Linked DNA regions of Gossypium hirsutum: regions 2 and 3 are each linked to region 1. Evidence: chromatin contacts called from public Hi-C data. All regions are on one chromosome and are shown on one strand. The core of a region is the stretch at or near the end of the contact, and the rest is flanking DNA. Distances in the headings are between cores, read along the strand shown. Region 1 holds the start of LOC107952843 (protein NRT1/ PTR FAMILY 6.4). Region 2 holds the start of LOC107888281 (probable plastidic glucose transporter 1). Region 3 has its middle 23 kb from the start of LOC107888281.

What was found. A called contact is a pair of places that touch in the nucleus more often than the background predicts.
Region 2: a contact with region 1 is called in a Hi-C map of leaf, with 2.5 times the contacts expected there. The contact joins the promoter of LOC107888281 here to the promoter of LOC107952843 in region 1. A contact is called at or near these places in 19 of 34 Hi-C or Micro-C datasets (anther, callus, hypocotyl and 3 more).
Region 3: a contact with region 1 is called in a Hi-C map of leaf, with 3 times the contacts expected there. The contact joins the enhancer-like site here to the promoter of LOC107952843 in region 1. A contact is called at or near these places in 18 of 34 Hi-C or Micro-C datasets (anther, callus, hypocotyl and 3 more).

What each region holds. Positions count from the first base shown.
Region 1 is chrA07:57,124,373-57,128,808 of Gossypium_hirsutum_v2.1, reverse strand. LOC107952843 (protein NRT1/ PTR FAMILY 6.4) reads right to left here and starts at 2,136. Exons shown (of 5, transcript XM_041117961.1): 1 at 1,833-2,136; 2 at 1,608-1,728; 3 at 1,295-1,512; 4 at 635-1,182. The coding sequence starts at 1,835.
Region 2 is chrA07:56,922,936-56,927,371 of Gossypium_hirsutum_v2.1, reverse strand. LOC107888281 (probable plastidic glucose transporter 1) reads left to right here and starts at 2,572. Exons shown (of 12, transcript XM_016812340.2): 1 at 2,572-2,860; 2 at 2,971-3,094; 3 at 3,713-3,913. The coding sequence starts at 2,686.
Region 3 is chrA07:56,945,555-56,949,990 of Gossypium_hirsutum_v2.1, reverse strand. No RefSeq gene overlaps it. Among protein-coding and RNA genes, the nearest start is that of LOC107888281, 23 kb to the right of the region's middle. Within about 2 kb of position 1,885, at least 1 of the 9 cell types and tissues checked has an H3K27ac peak or open chromatin away from gene starts, as enhancers often do. A contact at or near this core is called in leaf, where this site is marked.

The sequences.
Region 1 (4,436 bases), core at 887-3,386:
GAACAGATTCTCCTCTTTCTACTAATGCATAAATCTAAAAATTAGGTAGAATATCTTCAGCATGAACCAAAAGAAGCTGTTAGGAGCAGGGAGTTGTTTTAAGGTAAAATGAATGGCTAGACACTGATGGGAAAGGGTCAGATATCTGATTTTAGTTGCATTTCATGATCAAGTTGGAAGATTTCCTTTCCCTGCCTTTTTTTTTTTTGCGGGGCCCTACCTTTTACCATTTATTTTTCTTTTTAATATCTGTTGTGTGTGAACTATGTTACGCATATTGGGCTACGATGTTAGATTATCTGTTTATATAGATGCGTTTATTTTTATTTTTTAATAATCTACTTGGAAGGTTTGATCCTCAAACCCATATCTAATCATATGGGGGTTGGAGCAACATATGAACTGACAATGAAGCAAAATCCTTCAATTTGTATAAAAATAACTTAACACTAGCTCAATTTAAAATTAAAATGGTTTAATGTTCTTGAATCAGAGCAAAGTTTTGCGAAAAAAAAATGAAATTTAAGCTTGGGTTTTGAATCTGATGCAAGTGAAAATCAAACCAAAACTCTGCAATTTGCAACAGTTGTGAAAAGAAAGATGTGGCATGAAAACCAAATGGGATCAGACTTACTTGAATCTTGGCGTGTAGGGAACCTTTCGGTTATCGTAATCGTTCAAGAGGCTAGGGTGGGAAGGATAAGGCTGATTTTTCTTCTTCAATGCCAATAATAGAACCCTCCATACGACAGTTAAAGGGCTCCCCTGAGGCTTTTTGAACCTGTACCATGGAGTCCCACAAATCAAAACCACTACCGCAATCACCATTGTTACTGCTGAAATCCCGTATCCCCACCCTCTTCCTACATTGTCTTGTATATACACCAGCACAATCACCGCAAACAATGACCCCAGGCTGATGCCGAAATAGAACCTATTGAAGAAGAAAATCATAGCCTTCTCCTCCTTGGGGTCTGCCACGTCGAACTGATCCGACCCAAAACCCGAGACATTAGACTTTATTCCCCCACCACCAAGTGCTGTTGTGTACAGTGCCGCATACAGCAAAGCCAGTTGCCGGCCGTTTGCCTCGATGCACTCGTGATGCTTCCTTCTGTAGTCATCACAGTAAGGAGGCCTCATGCTGGGAATTGTCGTAGCCAGTGTCAATAAAATCACTCCCTGAGTTAAGATGAGATGGCAGCCAAAAAAGTTATATTAAAGTCTTTGTTTGCAAAGAAGTAGACGTAAAGATATCTTTTTTATTTCTTATTATCGGTAAGGGAAACCTTACCAGAGCAGTTATGGATGCAGAGAGTGCCACAGTCAAGTATCGACCGAGTTTGGCATCGGCTAAGAAACCTCCGAGGAGACCAAGCAGATTAAGAGCGCCCATGAAGTTGGTAACTATAGTTGCGGATTTTGCTGCTGAGATATGCAAATCTCCAACTAAGTACGTCACCAAATTCATAGATATGCCCATCACACATATCCTCTCGGAGAGCTCAGATCCTGCACCAAAAATTTCCCTTCATATTAGCAAAAGAAGAAAGATGGGGACCAAGGTACACCGCACTTTTAAGCTTCTGAAATTCATCGTGAAACACCTAAGATGAGCCCTGCAGCGAGCCATCCACCGGTTTTCGACTTGTCCACCGGATTCCCGCGGAAATCAACCACGGTTCCCTCATTTGAATCATCTTTCTCACCATGGCTTCCAACCAAAACCTATGAGCATCCAAAGCAAAATCCAGGCAGCAAAGAAACTATTCATTATATGATCAATTATATTCAAGCATGCTAATAATAATTTTATAGAATGTATACTATACCATGATTGAAACTGCGCGCAAGAGAGAGAGAGAGAGAGAGAGAGAGAGAGAGAGGAAAATAGTAATGTTTAGCTCCAAATATATTATGAGGGGGAAACAGCAGGGGAGAAGTGCATGATTGGGGGTGGGGAATGCATGATAAGGGCCTGGGTACCCACTAGCTGTATCTTCTGAGTTTCCCCAAATTGTGGTCGGGAGAGAGCTTTAAAATATTTTTGTACAATGTGTTCTTTTTGGTGTTATTATCATCCTGTGTACTTGATGCATCTAAGAGGATTGTGTATAGTTTTACCTTCACATTTTCATTTAACTTGCAGGTTAGTCATCATTTAGTATCATAATTTGTAATTGCAAGGGTCATCATTTATGGTGTTGTCATGTCATGTAGGGTCGATGATAAACTCTTGACCGTTTGATTGTCACGTCATGTTGTGTTTAGCAACCGTCCATCACATTTTTGTTTGCTTTTAACCAAATTTTGAATCTTGGAAAGATCAATTGGATTTATTAAATACAAAGAATTTTAGTTCAATGGAGGTTGCCTCTCGCATACATCTGCAATTTAATACATCTTTCTTGCCTTTCTACAGGTTTTCACGTTATTAATTTAACTATTTTCGAAGTATACACTTTTTTAAATTGAATCAAATATTTGACATTATATTCCCTGGAGGGTTATATTCAGCATGGTAAATTATGAGTATAGTCTTGCTTCTATTTTTATTATATAATTATTATTATTTATTTCCTCATTCAATTTTTTAAAATTAATTATATTTCCGCTTTTTTGTTGTTAGTTCAATAACAAAATTTAGACCTATTCATATGTCAGGCTATTTGTTTATACCTAAAGGTTTGCCCGAAATTTGAGAGAATTTGGATAAAAATATTAAGCCCAAAAAATGAATTTAGGTAAAAAAATTAGGCCTGTTTAAAATATGGACTGAGCTCGGGGTTTGAACATTCAAAGTTCGAGCCTAGTCCAGCTCGACCTGTTTTAAGTTTATAATATTTTATATTATGTTATTTTTATATATTATGTAATTTAGAACACATTAAAAAAATAAATCTATATTAAATATATAATACTACTCTAATGTAAACATTAAAACAATGTTAAGATGACTATATACAAGTTTTTAATAAATAAAAAATGTATAAAATTATTAAATATTAAAATAATATAATATAAATATTTTTTTAAAAAAATTTAAAATAATATGAGCAGACCTAAAATGAGTTTGAGTTAATCTTTAGCAAATATGAGTGGGTTTGGGCAAAATTTTAGACTCAGATTTCAAGTTGGGCCAGACTTGGACAAACATAAAGTATGTTAATATCATACTTAAACCCAACCCAAACTCGACCCATGAACACCTCTAACAGAATTCTAATGTGGATCTTTTTATTAAAACATAGCCATTTAATATTTACACATTCAATCAATTAGATCTTAAATCTAAAAAAATTAAAAAACCTCAATGTTTAAAAAAATTATTATTTCAATTCTATTTTGCAAAAAAATTCAAAAAATTTAGCTCTCAACATTTACAAAATTTGTTAATTTAGTTATAATTCTAAAAAATATTTCAAAATAAAATAAAAATATTAAAAAAAATTGATAACAAATTATAAAAACGATTTAAAAATAAAATATTATAAAAAATATGTTAGGATCGACCCGATTAAGTAACGAACAAGAAAAATAGCAGAATAAATTAAGAAATTAAACACACAAATTTAACGTGAAAAAACCCTTCCAAAGAGGATAAAAAACCACGGACAAAGATAACTTTACTATAATGGCAAAAGAACGAAGAGTACAAAAGATGGAGATAAAGACTAAACCCCAAAAACCCGAAAATAAAGAACTCTCAAAACGTAAACACGAAATTCTCTAAATGTGTTATCAGTTCTAATCTCTAATGGGTATATCTTTCTAAGGTTTTAAAATAACCTATTTATAGGCTAAATTCATAGGTCAAATAATAATAAAATAATCTAAACTAATCAGTGTTTGATGAAACAAGTAAATAGAGTTTAACTGAAAGGTTATTTTTCAAAATTGACCGAAAATAGGAGTCATATTTAACAAATCTCCGCCTTGACTCATATTTCCACAACGCCATCTTTTCGAAAGCCGCCACGAGCCTATCTTGAACTATGCAGGGAATTAACTGAGTCGAATTTGTGCTTAGAAACTGGAAGACTTCTAGCCTTCGACTTGTACACTGTGAAATCAAAACTAAATCGGGTCTGATTTTCACGAACACAATGCCTTAATTTTTCAAAACCTGTATCCAAAAGAGAACCTCTCTTCAACGAAATGGTCATACCTTTTTCCCTTCTATGACCAAGTTGCCTCTGCTCTATCGAGGGACGTCCGATTTCATCGGTCACTGTAGAACCTTCCAGAATATAAAGACTATCGGTTCTTTTACCTTTTAAAAAAACGAGAGCTCTACGAGATACTTTAATGCCGCTTGACTCGATGTTAATTCTGCATCCTTTCAAGTCTAAAATACTCAAGGAGATGAGATTCTTTCGTAAATCAGGTACATACCTGACATCTGAGAGTGTCCTAATCGTCCCATCGTGCATCTT
Region 2 (4,436 bases), core at 1,323-3,822, 200 kb after region 1:
AAACCTTATGGTATAGATGAAGTTAGAAAGGGAAATGGGAAGTGACCCTATTAGTTACCACCACGGGTGAAGCTCCAGGCCTTACGGATAGAATATTGCGGTGTTCAAGAATCAAGGTTAGGTGGTGTAAAAGAGATAATGGGAGAAGGATTCAAAAAATGATAAATATGGAAAAGTATTTACCACCAAGGTAGTATCAACTAGTCCTTTAAGGCGACACCGTGACAATGATATATGGCATAAGACCATAAATAAAAGATGTTATAGTAGTCTAGTATGAGGTACGTAGCGTAAAACCATGGATAAAAGATTCCATGGCAACATCATGTAAGGTATAAGGCATACGGTGTAAGACTATAGATGAAAGATGTTGTGGCAACCAAGTATAATGAGTAATACTATGGAGGAAAGACTCCATGGTATCATATGATAGTATGCTAGGATAACGAATCGGTGTAAGACCATGGATGAAAGACTCCATGGCATCCATAGAAATAGTTCGTTAGGACAATAAACACAGAACATATATAGCTTGCTGGTATATTAAACACAGATAGAGTCCATTTGGACAATAAACACAGGGTAAGTCGATGGGACATAGAAAATAAGGTAAAAAAGGTGTGAGATCATAGCTTAGCTATGACAAGAGGCCCGCCAAGTAATAAGTGTGGAGTGAGCCACTAAGATGTTCCAAATGATGCAAACCACCAAGACGATATGTGTGAGGTACGATACACATGGCTTGGCCACATGGCCATGTGACCCTGCAGTGTAAATTTTTTTTATCTTTTTCCATAAGTTTCTAAATTTTCCAATTTAGTCCCAAATTATTTTTAAAGTGCTTCTAAGGCCTCGAGAGCTCAATTAAGGGACGATATGCATGTGTTTGAATGGACTAAGATATGATTTATGAAATGTTTAGAAATGAATGATTATAAGTTACGTTTTCACAATAATACTCCGTAACCTTATTTCGACGACGGATATAAGTTTGAGGTGTTATAGGGGAAGAATGGGATAGCATTCCCCCATTATTCATTGAATGGTAAATCACTCATTTGTTTAGTTGAACGTAATACTCATTCAATGGAATGACCATTACTTCATATTACTTGTCTTCTTGTAATAGCTATTCTTTGGTATCACCAAAGAATGACTATTCCATGCAACATTGAATAATAAAGAAAAATTAATTTTTAGATTAGTCCTTTAAAACTTGGACTTAGAAAATATAAAAATAAAATATTTGAAATAATTTAATATAATTTAATATAAAATATTTAATGTCAAAATATAATTTAAAATAAAAATATTTTAATATAAAAATAATTATATTAAAAATATTATTATTTTTATTAAATTATATTTAATAATAATTATATTAAAATATGATTAAATTATTTTTAATAATAATCCTATTAAAATTTAATAACAATAACAATAATTATCTACTTACAAAAAAATTGATAAGGGTACTCCAATCATTTCAATTTTTTCCCTTATACTATTATAACATCATTCCATTCAACCAAACATAAGAATACTATTACAGTTTTATTCAATTCCATTGAACTAAACATTGAATTATTGATTACAGCTCTATTGTATTACAACTCAATTCTATTACAACGAACCAAACGTAGTGCTGGATAATACATTCCAACCAAATGAACCAAACAAGATAATGTAACATACCATCGACAACCTTATGTCAGCGAACCAAACGTAGTGTTGGATAATACATTCCAATCAAATGAGCCAATCAAAGTAATGTAACATACCATATACAACCTTACGTTTTTTGTAATTCTATTACGAAAATTTATATTATATTCCTTGAACCAAACATTCCCTGAAAGTTCTTTAATATTGATTTCATAGCTAAATTTTTTTTATAAATATCAAAACATATATGAAATTTGATTCAATGTGCATTATCATATATGAACTTTGATTTTATACAATTTTATGCATTAAATTTTAATTTGATTCAATTTTTACAAATTTCTAACAATATTATTGAATTAACACAAATCACATTGATATTATATACAAAAACAATTATATTAATTCAATATGAAAATAAATTTATTTATTTATTTTTTTAAATGTGTAGAATTGAATCCAAATTAAAATTTATTATATATATAAAAACTAAAATTCAAATTTAATATATATAATTGTACCAAAGTATATATTACAAATTACACATTTTAATTGATTTTGAATTTATGGGTTTTAGATGTGAGGTTAACATGATTTCACGGTTTTCTTTCTTCTAATTTTCAATTATTTGGATTTTAGTTATTTAATATGAGATCCCTTCGATTATTTAGAAGTAAAAAGTTCGGACTCATGGCATTTTACGATTAAACCACGTCTTTAACATTTCAAAATTTAATATCCTTGCATAAAAAGTATCCACAAATAAGTAAATTACGTCATGCTAAAGAAAATGTCACTAAAATGCTCTCATCCTTGCCGGTATACTGTTGAACTATGCCCTCGTGTTTCCCGCCAATTTGTTACTCTTTTTTTTTATGACCGTTTTATCCTATTCCTTCCTTGCAGAGCTAACAAATTACGCCACCTGGCTTTATCCCATCATTTCTATCTAATTATTGAAGGAAAAAAATAAACAAAAAACACTTCAATTCCCATTCTCTCTCCTCGATTTCTCACTCGATGTGGGTTGCCACCGTACTCCACCGACCGGTCGTCCCGGTTCCCCTATTCTTCACCTCTCATCTAAGCCCCAAAGTACTCCTTAAACCCAAAACCTTTCGTTTTGGTTTCCCCTTGCCGTCACTAAAGTTGAAAGCTTCGGCGACTAGGAAGCAGTTGCAGACTCAGGAGCCAGGTTTTTACTATCATTTATTTTTCGGCTTATTGGCTTTCGTCAAATTCAATCGACGGACAAGATTCTGTGGAATTTTTATAGTTAATATCTGATTAGGGTTTAAATTGCAGATAATGAAGGTTTACGTAATCAAGAAAAAAGCGATGATCAAAGCTTTGATTTGGGATGGCTTCCTACTTTCCCTCACGTTTTGGTTGCTTCAATGTCCAATTTCCTTTTCGGCTATCACATAGGGTAAGTGTTTTTTTAATAAAAACATTGTTCTTTCTTTCTGAAAATTTAATTGTTGTTTTCTTTTCCTTGCTCTTTTTGCTATGCAATGAAGCATTTGAATATTCTGGAGCTTAATTCAGCTCTTATTGAATTTTTTTTTATGCTTTATTGTTCTTTCTAATTAGTTGCTCGCTCGTTTAGCTGTTGAGAAATTGGAAATTATGTTGCTAACTGATTTATATGCTTACAAGAGTTTTATTTATTTAACTATAAATATTCCATAAAAAAACTATAAATAAGGAAACTAAACACTGAATTATTGTCTTTTAATGTATAAACCTGGTTGTAGAGTGTTAAAATTTCATCGGGAGTGTATGGAAGGAATTCATATACCCGGTCTCTTAATTCTCCCTAAAGTACCGATGTCCAACACTTGTGTTTGACATAGGTATGGGATATGATCATATATGTGAAGAAATAAAATAGAAACAAAAATATTGAGTATGCCCATATTGGACTCACACACGTATTCAATACTCACCATAACATAGGTGTAACTTGAAAATCAATGATATTTTTAAAGAGTAAAATTGTTTTGTCTAAGAGTCAGTTCACAAAATTGCATTCTTTGTTTTGCAGAGTAATGAATGGTCCAATCGTTTCAATTGCAAGAGAACTTGGTTTCGAAGGAGATCCAATTCTTGAGGGGATTGTGGTAAGCATATTCATTGCTGGAGCTTTCATTGGAAGCCTGAGTTGTGGTTCACTGGTGGACAAACTAGGTTGTCGCCGGACCTTTCAGATTGACACAATACCATTGATACTTGGTGCAATTGTGAGGTGAGAATAACATATAGGCATTGGTAATCCAAGCAATGCATTTTATCTCCTCTATGCCAAGTGAAATGTGGAGTTCATTTAAACAGTACTATAATTATTTTGTACTCTTTTGTTTCTTTTGTGTGTTTCACACCCCATCTGTTATTTCATTCTGTATTTATCTAGGTAGAACTTATAGGACACATATTACAGTAGCTTCTTGTACTTTATGTGTTTGAAAGTGTGTTTAAACATGTAAACCAATTTATATCTTGGCCCTTCAGATGCTTTCTGAGCTTACTCTTATAATGGTAAGAATTGGGTCAAAGTGTACTACTGTGTAAAGTTCATTTTAGTTCCTCTACTAAAAATTACTCCAAATTAGTTCTTATGCATTAAAAATTTGTTCAAATCATGATAATGTTAAAATTTTCCATTAAGTTGTTGATAGTTTGCACAAAATATATCATACCTAACTGCTTTACCCATGATCCGGCCCATGGAAAAAACCCAACCATCCCAAATCTAAGAACTACCGTGTGGC
Region 3 (4,436 bases), core at 636-3,135, 180 kb after region 1:
ATTAAAGTACAATCAATTTTATCTATAACAACTCCATTTTTCTACCAAAATTTTGAATGACATAAATAGGTGGTTGTTATATACCCATAACATTACTCGAGACACTTATAACAATATTTTAGATTTAAATCATTTTTGATTTCTTTAATTTTCAAATTAGAAAAACTATAATTTATCAATAATACTATTAATTAGTGAGATTTAAAGTGCATCTTTAATAAAATTTATAAATGCAATTCTATTTATTAAATATTATTTTTATTTAATAAAATATTGTTAACATATTTTTCTTAAACATTTTATTGAAACAATATCTTAACAGAAAATTATTATTTTTATTTCACTTAAGAATAAAACTAATTTACTAAAATTTAAGAAAAAAAATTGTTGTAAATAACTAATGTAACAATATACTTCATACTTTATAATTCTTGTTATAGGTTAAAAAAATTATTATAAAGGGTAAAAATCAAACATGAAAAATTGGTTCTAAAACTTAACTTTTATAGTAAAATCAATTCTTAGAGTTGATTGTTAACGCACTTGTTTTATAATGGTAAATCTTAATATCATATTATTGAAAAAGTAAGAGTGTAGCTCAAAATTTAATAATTAAAATTATAGTAAAAGTGTAATTTAACATATATGCAGTGTAATTTCAACTCAGAAAATATTTTTTATTATTCAGATTTTAATAATAAAATAAAATATTGTTATAATATTAATTTAGTAATATGAATAATAAACAGTATTTTGGTAGGCTCACTTCTTATATGTATATTGCATAAATTTGTAAATTAAGTCAGTTGGGTCAATTTGATCTTTGCAATTTTTAACATCATTTTAATTTGAATTATTTCATGTTTAGACATTTTGAATTTAAGTAATTCGGATTGAAGCTTAGATTTTTCTAGTCAAGCTAATTTAGGTTGGGTCAATTTAGGTTAAGGTTGTTGGTTTTTTATGATTAAATCGTGTTGAGTTGAATCTAGAATCAGATTGATCACTGATTCAATCAGAATTGATAGGTATATATATAAATATTTTGTTTCGTGTATTGTTGTTTCATTTAAAATCGTCATATTAAATTAGAGGTATTCATAGATCAAGTTTAAGCCTTGCCCATTTACGATACCAAACTATCAAATATTATACACAGTTACCAAGCTCGACCTGATTTGAAATATGGGTCTCTAATTTTATTCAATTTCGTCTATATTTATAAATGACTAAACATGAGTCCGTTTAAATCCCCTCATTTTATTTTTTTCAAAATATATTATATTTTATTAAATTTTTAATTATATATAACTTAACATATGTTTTTAATATTTACATTCTGGTAAAATATATTTAATTTTCATATAATATAAATTACATAATACATAAAATAAAATAAAAATAATATAAACTCCGAATACGAACCGACTCAGCTTAAATTTGACACATACTTTACCCAACTCAATTTTCAAACATAAAACATTAGAATTTGGACGTTAAGTCAACCCTTACACTAATATATATTAAGCCGTGCACATACTTATCTATGCATGTGTAGCTTGAAATGTGGAACATGTCAACAAGAATCTATTTCCAAATTTCAAAATATTTTTATCGTATTCACTTTACATACTTATATCATATTTAAAATTATAAAATTTAATAAATGAACGCTTTTATCAAAATGTAACTTAAAATGTAAAACATGTGAACAAGAATCTATCATCGAATTTTGAAAGATTTAAATTTTATGGTCAGCAAATTTCCCATTTGCCAAACAAGTTCAAATTTTATTGTAACATCCTCATTCGATATACGAGCCGTGGTCCAAACCATGTCCTTTCTATAAAACTTACCGGCGACAACAGATATAGAGAAAGCCACCCAAAAAGGATTTGTGCCCACAGGGGGCTCCATGTGAAATGTTCACGGACGGATTGCATAATAAGATTTTGTATAGTGGACGTAAAAAGTCCCGGTTCACGTCCAATGTTCAATACTTAATGGGGAAAAATATCTTTGTAGAAGCAGTGGGTTAATTTATCAACTAGGAAGTTCTCGTTTAATTCTTTACTCACGTTTTCTCTTGAAAACATTAATTTAACTATCGGAACGTAAGCCTCAAGATTGTTCATTAAGCATCAGAATGTCAATTGAATCATCACGTTTCGATAAAGCTAATTTATAAATTGTGTGTTGAAGGCAAGGCCACTCAGATATCCGAATTAAAGTTATTGGTTAAAAACTAAATGAACGGACATCAATATTTGCCTTATAATTTATGTGACATAAAATATAATAAAATATTTTCTAATATTAAGTATAATATTTTTATTAGAAAATATATATTCTTTAATACCTTATTACCTTAAATCTTATTTAGTTTTTCTTGAATCATATTCTTTTCCATCCATAAACTTAACCAAACAATGGGATGAGATCATCGAAATCCTTAAATTTAAAAAAATAATTAATATTTATATAATTAAAGTAAATAATATAATATAAATATATTTAGTGCATTTTATATTACAAAAAAAGGTATACGTACACGCTTAACTACATATAATATATCAATTGTTTTAAATAAGTATTACGAATGTATAATAATTATACAATTATGATATTATAATATGCATTCTTTTATTAGTGATGTGCAACCTATACTTTAAATGTGTAACTTATTTTATGGTAGATTGTAAAACATAAAATTGACATTATACAATTAAGGTATAATATTAATGATATGTATCTCAATATATAACTATGTTATTATTGTTGGAAAAAAATCGGTTTGAAAACGGTTTCCTGTTACAGCGAAAAAATAAAAATTTAAAAAATGAGTTGATTTGTTACATTTATAACAATAATTTTTTTCCAAAAAATACTTGTGTTTTATGCGAGACGGATCCTTGTTATTACCGACTTTCAACTGAACAGTCTTCTCTACTATTCTCATACCACGAATCGCTTCGAGTGTGGGCTCGAACAATCACGCACCAAACACAGAACTAGAAATAATTTTCTTACTTTCAATAAGAAAGCAAATCTCTATCTCTCTAGAAATCAGTAGAATTGTTATTCCCAAAAAATAGAATTTATACTTAAAAATTAATTATGACTATTTTGGGGCAAAATAACAATATTGAAAACTTATGTGTAAATAGCTCTAACAGTGTCATCTATTTATAAGGAGAGATAAAATAATCCTGATTGAATTGGTAGAATACAAATAATACTTATCTGATAGAAAAATATGTCTCCTAGTTCTACTAGGAGAAATGGGCGGCTAACCCTAGTTAATTAAATTAGGTTTCGGCCCTCATACTTATTATGAGAGGTTTTGGGTCTCTCCTATATTGGGTCCAATTTCATGTGCCTAGACTTTTAACCCAACACTTTATAATTTAATCCAACCCAATACAATTTTTTTTCTATTTCCCAAAATAAATAGCATTTATTAAATTAATTTAAATAATTTATTTTTTCAATTAAACAATTTTCTCAACCCAATTCTAATTCTGTTAAAGTCATGGAAACTTTACCGTAAAAGAATCTTTGAGAAAATATATTTAATTTTCATATTCAACATATTCACAATGACCTATTAATTTAATTCCATTTCCAAACTTCAATTATTTAATTAAATAATAATTCGAAAAACTTAAATTAATTCTCAGATCATTTCTATACTTAGTGAAGATTACGCGAGTAGAATTTCTAAACAAGACTATTACGAAAATTATGAGTTTCGGGCTTTTTATTCAAGTTTAAAGCATATTGGGTTCGAATTTTAGGCTTAATTTTTATTATATTTGAGTCCAATATTGTATTTATTAATTTTTATTATTTTATTATTTATTTATTTCAAATTTTGGATAATTTTTAAGTATTTTAAGTTATTTAGGAGATTTATGCCACCAAGAAAGTTTAGTTTAAAACTACTTCTTATTTAAGTTAATTAGAGTTTCAGTATACTTAAGAGTTTTATTTGAATTTACATAGCTAGCCTCTATAAAGGCCTCTTCATTGTACACAATCAATTCATTCATTATCACTTTGAGTTAATAAAATTCTCTTTGAGTTTTCTTTTTAATAATTTCTCTTGAGTTTTCTTTTAGAAGAGTTTTAACAATATTTTCAAACTGTGGGGATCATCTTCAAGCTTTTTCTTACAAAATTTCCTTTCTTGGAGAGGGAATTAGAGTCGTTTAAAGAGGGTTGTCGATTCATCGGATTTCCAAGACTCCTTAGGACTTCTACACGCCATTTTTATCTTCTTCCAGGTATCTTCTTTATTTTATTCTTTAATCTATTTTTTTCTTGTTTAATTATCCAAATCTTTCATTTATTTAATTATTTTTTCTATCTTAATTATTTATCTTAATTGTTTCCTTTTAATTTTTTTAATTTGACTTGGACTTGTTTGCATTTCA